2 separate regions of the Rattus norvegicus genome follow, and region 1 is linked to region 2. Evidence: chromatin contacts called from public Hi-C data. All regions are on one chromosome and are shown on one strand. The core of a region is the stretch at or near the end of the contact, and the rest is flanking DNA. Distances in the headings are between cores, read along the strand shown. Region 1 has its middle 66 kb from the start of Lin7a. Region 2 holds the start of Acss3 (acyl-CoA synthetase short-chain family member 3).

The links. Hi-C and Micro-C count contacts between places; a contact is called where the count stands out from the background.
Region 1: a Hi-C map of liver shows a contact between it and region 2, with 2.4 times the contacts expected there. The contact joins the enhancer-like site here to the promoter of Acss3 in region 2. A contact is called at or near these places in 2 of 12 Hi-C or Micro-C datasets (kidney and liver).

Annotation. Positions count from the first base shown.
Region 1 is chr7:44,405,444-44,409,378 of GRCr8, reverse strand. No RefSeq gene overlaps it. Among named protein-coding and RNA genes, the nearest start is that of Lin7a, 66 kb to the left of the region's middle. Within about 2 kb of position 1,803, at least 4 of the 93 cell types and tissues checked have an H3K27ac peak or open chromatin away from gene starts, as enhancers often do. A contact at or near this core is called in liver, where this site is marked.
Region 2 is chr7:44,334,466-44,338,784 of GRCr8, reverse strand. It overlaps Acss3 (acyl-CoA synthetase short-chain family member 3), which reads left to right and starts at 2,101. Exons shown (of 16, transcript NM_001414941.1): 1 at 2,101-2,465. The coding sequence starts at 2,167.

The sequences.
Region 1 (3,935 bases), core at 554-3,053, 71 kb before region 2:
CGAAGACAAGAAGAAACTGTTATTCTGTGTCCAGGAGTGAATCCATGTGGGTTTCAACAGATTGTGACTCTTTTGTAACCAAAAACCCGGGCAATTATTCTCTTGTTGTTTTGGTGATCAGAGAGAATGGAGAGAAGATTCCTCTGAGGCCGGAACAATACTAGACTTCTCACAGCAGCCAATGAAACGAAGGCAGAGTGAGTTCTGTGTTTGTCCCCTCATCTGCCAGCCCTACTCAAATAGCTCTTGGCTCAGTTAGTTTGTTTCTGTTTAAAATATCAAATGCACAGTTTCTTTCTGTCTTTCTTTTTCTTTCTTTATTTCTCTCTCTCTTTCTTTCTTTCTTTCTTTCTTTCTTTCTTTCTTTCTTTCTCTCTTTTTTTGGTAAAAAAATTCTTTCCTTTTAAAAATAATAGGTTTTACTTATCCTTTAAAAATTTCAGGTATGTATGCTGTGTGTCCTGATCATACCATGATGTGCACAGTGGTATGGTAGTAGCAGGAGTAGGATAACCAATTTGTTTCGTGCTTGGATTTGCAATCTGTTCCACAGGACAGAATTCATGCCTGGTAATGGAAGAGCTGTCAAAACCCATGGATATTGAGAAATTTAGCCCTTGGGCAGATTTAATTGCTGTTGCTTTGCTAAATAATTGTGTTCGTCAAAGTTTTTTCTAAATATATATTTATTTCCATAGTCTGGAGCTGCTTTTAACCTTGATCAGGGAAGCTTCTCATTGTAGTGGATACTGGTATACTTTTCTTCTTAAACTATATTTAAGATCACAATATTACTGCAAATAAGTCTGAAGATTGGAAATTTGGCAACAACACTAACTTTAGCTTTCTATTTTAAATAAAAATGGATAGAGCAGCTTTTAAAACAAAAATTGGTAAATTTGCTTTTTAAATAAAAATTGATAGATCAGCTCTTCACCCTGAAAAACTCCTTTATCCAGGCATTACAGGATAAGAAATGAGATAGCAGATTCATGAGAAATATCATCAAAATCCTATATTCTAGGTTGGGGAGATGACTCTGGCAGTAAAGTGCTTAAAGCATGAATATGAAGACCTGATTTCAACCCCCAGAAAGCACATAAAAAAGCCAGACATAGTGGCATACTCCTGTAACCTTTGTCGGGGGAGGTGGGAGAAGATGGATGATTCCTGGTGCCCAACAGTTAGCCAGCTGAAAGCAATGGGACATTCCTAAAGCACAAGCTGGGTGAATCATTGGGAACGAAATCAAAGGTTGACCTTTGACCTTTACATGATCATAGGACTGCATACACATAGGGTTGCACACGCTCGTGCACACGAACACACACACACACACACACACACACACACACACACACAAGAATGCACATACATACACGAACCTCTACTTTGTAACGTAATTGCATTGAATTAATACTTCTTAAGCATGTACACAGTACTACGCTGTTCTGGAAAATTCAAGTGTACTATAATTTAATTGAAGCCTTGTCACAACCCTTTGAAAAAGACACTGTCATAAATATTTGATCAAAGAGGACTAAGGACAGGAACTTGTGGACATCACGGAATTTGAAGGTGATGAAAACACATTTGTGTTCAGGCATTCTGAACAGGATGTCACTCATTTTTTAATTGTGGAAGACAGGTACCATGTCCACTCAAACAGTGCAACTGGGTTGAAGCTAAAAAGCATGGTAAAGGAGAATCTTCCAGAAAGGTACTTCAATTCCTCTCCCCGACCCTGTTTCGCTGAGAGATTTAACTCTTGCTCAATTCACTGATGGTCTTTGAAATAAACTAAAGGTCAGTCCAAAGAGATGCAATCAATAAAGTGGCCAGACAGCAGCTCTCTAAGTTAACATTCAACCCTCTCAACGAGAAGAAAATAACACATGAAAGAAAGGGTAGACATATTATAAGAGCTAGAGGAGCAAAGATTTTGCTAGGACATTGTGACTCCTAGTAGAATCAGTACTCCACCCATGACATCTCACAAACACCGCCTGAACATGAGTAGAGCAAGGATGGCAGCAGTCACTAATAGAAATGCTAGCATCGGAGGAGGAAAGCTCTGGAAGCCTCAACCCTACACCACAGGCAGCTAAGCAATGCTGAGAAGAGGAGAGCTAGTCTTCCCCTGGGAATAGCACACTGATTGGTTATCCCCTAAAACATACATACAACTAACATTGTACTGACTGAATATGTTACATTTAGGAGTGTGTGTGTTTGTGTGTGTGTGTGTGTGTGTAACAAGGAAATATGAATAGAAATATGAAAGACAATGAATATGGAAGTGAGTGGAGGAGGGGTATAAGAGAGGATTTACAGGGAGAATATGTATGGGGGGCAGATAATGTAATTATAATCTCAAAAATTAAAAAAATTAAATTGCTAAAGTGGATCACATAGGTATGTATAAGTTTTATGTAAATTGGAACATGAATACACAAACTTCCCTTGGACCTTTGTGAACACATTCCTCTCTTCCTCTACAGCACTGGCATTGGCTAAGTTGACAGCTAAGATTGATAGAGTGCGTATTGGCTAGGCACTGCACCAAACATTTCATGTATGTATTCTGTATATCTTATTTACACTTAAGTATTGATCCCATTTTACTGACTACAGGTTGAGGGTTAGGGACTTTATTTGTCCATTCAAAGGGACACAAAATGATACAATATAGTTTCCCTGCCCAGTTATTCTAAGCAGGGTACCTACTGGCTAGTTCATCCTCAGGATCTCATCATGGGATTGTAGTTTGCTCCTTTGGGAAAGGTCTAATTGCTTCAAGGCATTGAAGAAATTCAAATGTAAGGTTCTCTCTCTTCTCTCTATAAATACCTTTGTGAAAATAAACTCATACCCAGGACCTAAATTAAACTAAAGTGCCAAAGAAACGAGGACAGTACCCTAAAATAAAATATACTTTCAGCTCTGTGGATGGTAGTTTTATGGGAAACTTCTGGTTCTCAAAAACTCTGGATTTATTTCCTACAGAAATAAACCTTTATTCTCTTCATTTAATAGAAGATGGAATAACCCAGAGAATAAAACACTCTACACTTCTAAGGCAGAGTTTTGCATATGTCTTGGTGTTTGAAGCAACCTGAAGGCATTTTTTTCTCTTCATTATTGTCTTTCTCAGGTGACATGAATGCTTTCTTGACAGCATTGCCAGGTGAGGGGGTTCCTGGAAGGCTTTTCAACTTCACAACTTTGAGAGGGAAAGATTAATGAATGTCAGCAGATGGCCGTGTTGCATATTCCCTTGCGCTTCATTTTTGACCTTCATTACACGCACTAACTGGACTTCTGCCCTGTACCCACAGCTACCAGTCTTAGTTTGGTTAGGTTTTCATCATTAGCTACCCCTTAAAAACCTCACTGTTCCCTTCCAAGGCAGCTCTCCTCCAAGTGGCTCATTAGCCTCCTCCTCATTTTCTATCGCACTTTGTGGCACTTAGCACAGTCACTATACATTTATGAAACTCTTCATTTCATGGTAACCATCTTCTTCGGCCTGGGGATTGTGTTATATTATAGAGCTGGGAAGTTGGTTTAGTCATGATTCCTGGAAATTAACAATGGGAGATTACAGCCACATAGGAGAATGAAGGGACGGTGAAGCAGCATTTATATTTTTTTCCCAGGAGAATGGCATCTTTCTATTTCAGAATCTCGATGGATCAGGAGAATAAAAGTCATCAGGCTTAGAGCAAGAATATTTCTGGTCATGCAGGTATTTCAGTTAAGCACTGTCAAACAATGAAGGCATAAATCAAATTTACTTGGAATCATTTATTATGTACACACTAATTTTGAAGTAAATCATCCAGAACTTGAAGCTGTGCTCAGCTTTAAGGTGGCTTAACCAGTAAAGGCCCTTGTCACAGTCTGAGGATTTCTCTCTCTAGAACCCAGATGGT
Region 2 (4,319 bases), core at 852-3,351:
ACAGAGATGTGCGTGCGTGTGTGTGTGTGTGTGTGTGTGTGTGTGTGTGTGAGAGAGAGAGAGAGAGAGAGAGAGAGAGAGAGAGAGAGAGAGAGAAAGAGAGCGCTGTAATGTGGATTTCCTTTCCTCTCTCTCCTTAAAGTCTGGATCTTCAAATCTATCTATCTATCTATCTATCTATCTATCTATCTATCTATCTATCATCTATCTATCTATCTATCTATCTATCTATCTATCTATCTATCTATCATCTATCTGTTATTGCATGTTTATAAGCGTTTGGCCTGGATAGACATCTATATATCACACACATGCAAGCTTGTGCCTGAGAAAGTAGTGTGCCTCCAAGTGTTTGCTGGAAATTGAGCCAGGGTCTTTTGCAACCACTGAGCTTACTCTCCAGCCCAGTGCCCGGGCTCTGAGTCCTCGCTGCTCTCCTTGGTGACCCTGAGACCCGCAGTGAGTTCACCTGTCTCTAAGCTTCCTTGGGAAACATGGGGATGATGTTACCACTTATAGCCCTGAAAAAAATCTCAGGACCTTATAGTTTTTAAAATGCAAAGGACTGGGTATATATAGAAAATTTACCAACAACTATCTAGTTCCTCTCTTCAGATCCTTTCCACTAAAACGGCTATACAAAAAGTAGGCATTCACATACAGGTTAAGTGATTAGAACATGGTAATAATAGGTGGTCCAGGAAATGTGTATGTCAGATGGCAGCGTGGTGTAGAAGCAAGGAGGGATAAAGAGATTGAATGGATTTTGATTTAAGTGATGACAGTCTTCTTCTAAGAAGGTTGGGAGGAATAAATAAAACAATATAATATGAAGTGGGTGGGTAGGAAAGATGTGGAGTCTTGCTTCTCAGTTAAGGAAAATAGCTGGGGTGGTTACTTACAGTCATTTTATTTTCTGTCTTGCAGTAGATTTATGCCTGTACCGTTTAGCCTTTATCCCCACATCATTTTCTTCCTGCAGGATCATTTGTTTACTGCTTTTTAATTTATGATCCTTTATAGGGTCAAGAACATTCCACCATTTCTCACCCAAGACTTGGGGATACATTATCTACCCATGTAAAGCTTCAAATATTGTGACACTACGACAGAGTGCATTTGGCACGATATTAAAGCAAAAGATTTCGTTGAAGTATGGCAGAAGGCAGAACCTGAAGAGTGGTGAAACCGGGCAGGAAACCATCGCACCAGTGTGTTTTGAATTTTCCGGGCTTCGTCTTTCCTAGGAATCATTTCATCTTTTGATTTGAGAAGAGCCTTCTGACACGTAACCCACGCATTACACAATCCACCCTCTTGAGGGGTACGTACAGGACAGACAGTGAATTCTAGTTTCTTCAGAGTTATGGAGTGGTTACCATATTCTATTTAAGAATATTTCTATTACCCCAAAGAAATCTCACAACCATGTGTTCCCTGAGAAAGTCAGAATAACTCCGAAGGGCAATAAGAAGGGACGAAATGTTCGAAGTTCTTTGTGTTCCTGCGTCTAAATCCTGTGGACAGGCAGGTGCCTTCAGGTCTCTAGTGGCCAGCCCTGTCAATCACTTCTGGAAACACTCCCCCAACCCCCGCTCGGTAACCTTTCCACGCCTCCTCCAGGCTGCCAGGAAATCCTGGAACAAAAGTTGCCCTGGAGCTGCTTGTGGTTTTAATAACTAGGGTTTGAGAGTTGAATTTTAAACGAAGGGATACTGAGTAAAGGGAAACAATATCCCAGAGCCTCACTATAATGTCCAAAGTTCCGTGACTTCGTTTTAGGACAGAGATATACACGCTTTGTTTTAAATAAGTCTTTGAGCCCTTTGGCCTTGTTCTGGGCGTCTTTGTGTGTATCTAAGTCCGGAGAACACTGTCAAATGACAAGTGACTGTCATGTGTGTAAGAGTTGAATTTAGGGCTGACGCAAGTTAACCCCGGTAGACTTCTGCCCCCCTTTCCCAGGTCTCTGCTCCAGCCTGTTGCTTTCTTCCTGGCTCCAGGTCGGTTTTTATCGCGAACTTCAGTTTGACTTCCAAACTTCTAGGCTAGTGGGAATTCACCTCCAGGTTAGTCTCCGCCTCCTGCAGGCTCCCCCTCAGGGGCAGTGCCACCGCTGTTGGGATAGCAAGCTGCTCCGCCTGCAGCTAGGGACAGAAAGAAAGTATGAAGCCCTCCTGGTTGCAATGTCGCAAAGTAACAGGCGCCGGGACGCTTGGGGCACCTCTGCCAGGATCCCCTTCAGTAAGAGGAGCTGGTGTGGCCCGAAGGGCTTTGGTGGCCGGGTTCGGGGGCAGGGGCTGCAGGGCTCTGACCACAAGCAGCGGTGGTGGCGAGTACAAGACCCACTTTGCAGCCTCTGTGGCTGACCCGGAGAGATTCTGGGGTAAAGCTGCTGAGCAGATCAGTTGGTACAAGCCCTGGACCAAAACACTAGAGAACAGATACCCGCCTTCCACTAGTTGGTGAGTGATGTCTTAGTCATTTCTAGTATCTCCTAACTTCTTGGATGCCAAAGCTGGAAGGTCTGGGATAGGAATCTAAAGTTCTAATAAGAAAGGAAATCAAAATGTACGATGCCTTCAGCTATTTCTGTTGTTTGATGGTTTCGTTCTCCTTGCTGTCCTACATTCTCCTTTGAAGTTCTCCGTTATCTAGGGTGATCCCAGTTTCACCTACGAGATTTATTTGCAGAGGCCCTGCTTGGCAGTGGGGATGTTGAGTGACCAAAACAAAGGCTTACAAAAACAAAGGCTCAGCATGCAAGGACTCTGCTGACTGTAAGAGGAGAAACTGTGTAAACAAATACAGAGTATGTAATAGACCCAGGGAATTATGGACCTGCCTATTGTGGGGAGGGAGGGCGAGAGAGCGGTGAAGTAAAAGGTAACTGAGCAAGCTCTGGAAGGATTAAACCTTATCATTTCAAAGATGAAGTGATCTCATTATCAACGTTCAAGGGGGTAGAAGACAACCGGAAGTAACTGACACTGTAATTGTGTTAGCTGGAGCAATGGGAGAAAGGAGTTGCGGTAAGAGGCTTAAATAGTGTGGCAGATAGCCCGGAGTACCATATAGGCTTTTTACATGAAATTTAAGTATTGCCCGGGGGCTGATGGAGGACAGGTGACCTTAGGAGTCATGGTAGGAAGAAAGCTTTCATCTTGACATTTCGATTATAGGTTTCAATTATAAATACTTTTGAACACTGTTTTTTTTTTTTTTTTTTTTTTTGGTTCTTTTTTTTCGGAGCTGGGGACCGAACCCAGGGCCTTGTGCTTCTCGAACACTGTTTTTATGTTCGAAGGACAAGACATTGTAGGAAAGACCTTTAGGCTATTGAGAGCGAAGCCTACAGTCTTTGGAAAACTACGCAGAGTTTCTAGGTGCCTAGCACTTTAAGGATATGGTCGCTCCCATCTGCTAGTTATTAGGAAATGATATTCTCGGTAAAATTGGAATTAGAAAAGAAAGCTACTTAGCAGATGGGGGCGATGCATTGGTTAAGATGTCCTTTGGCCCTTTAGTGGATGACTTTCTTCTCACAGCAGAGAACCTGTCAGGAAACTGGGAGCAGTCTGTTCTGTGTCTCCATCATGCCTTGCTCCCTAATGGTTTTGTTTGTGGGGGTGTTTCCGTAATGATTCTTTCAAATGTGAATATAGCCCCCCCACCCCCACCACAATTCAATTTATTATTCTAGTAGTATTTGATCCATTCACTTCTGTGTGGTGACAGTGAACCAGGCAGTGAGACTATAGCAATGGGGGAATGACCGTGTTTGCTCTCTGGAACGCGTTGACTGGTTTGTGTTCTTATTCCCTTAGTTACTGGGCTTACAGTCAAATGACTTAATCTCAGTGCTTCATTTTTCCTCTTTCTCTCTCTCAAAATCAAGTCATTAGTCAGAGGATTAGCTGATTGAAGAATTAAAGCGGAGTAACCCTGTGGATTAGACCGTAATTGTTATTAGAGGGAAAGCTATCTTTTTATTTTCCCGTTACAATCATGTAGGAATAGGAAGGTCTTCTAGGGTCTTTCAGATTGTAGCAGAGATTATCACAGTGGGTTTTCCTCAAAGCTCACTGTTTTGTGTATCTGTCATAAATCATTGTTCTTTAACAGTCTTAGGTGGCTACCTTTACCACAAAACCAATATGCAAAGATTTCAGATAAGAGGCCACTGGAGACTGGTGAGATGGCTCAGTGGGTAAAGGCTCTTGATGCCAATATTGACAGCTTATGTTCAATCCTGGGGACTCTCATGCTAGTAGGGGAGAACAGACTTCCAAAGATTTTTATTGTTCTTGTTTTTCTTT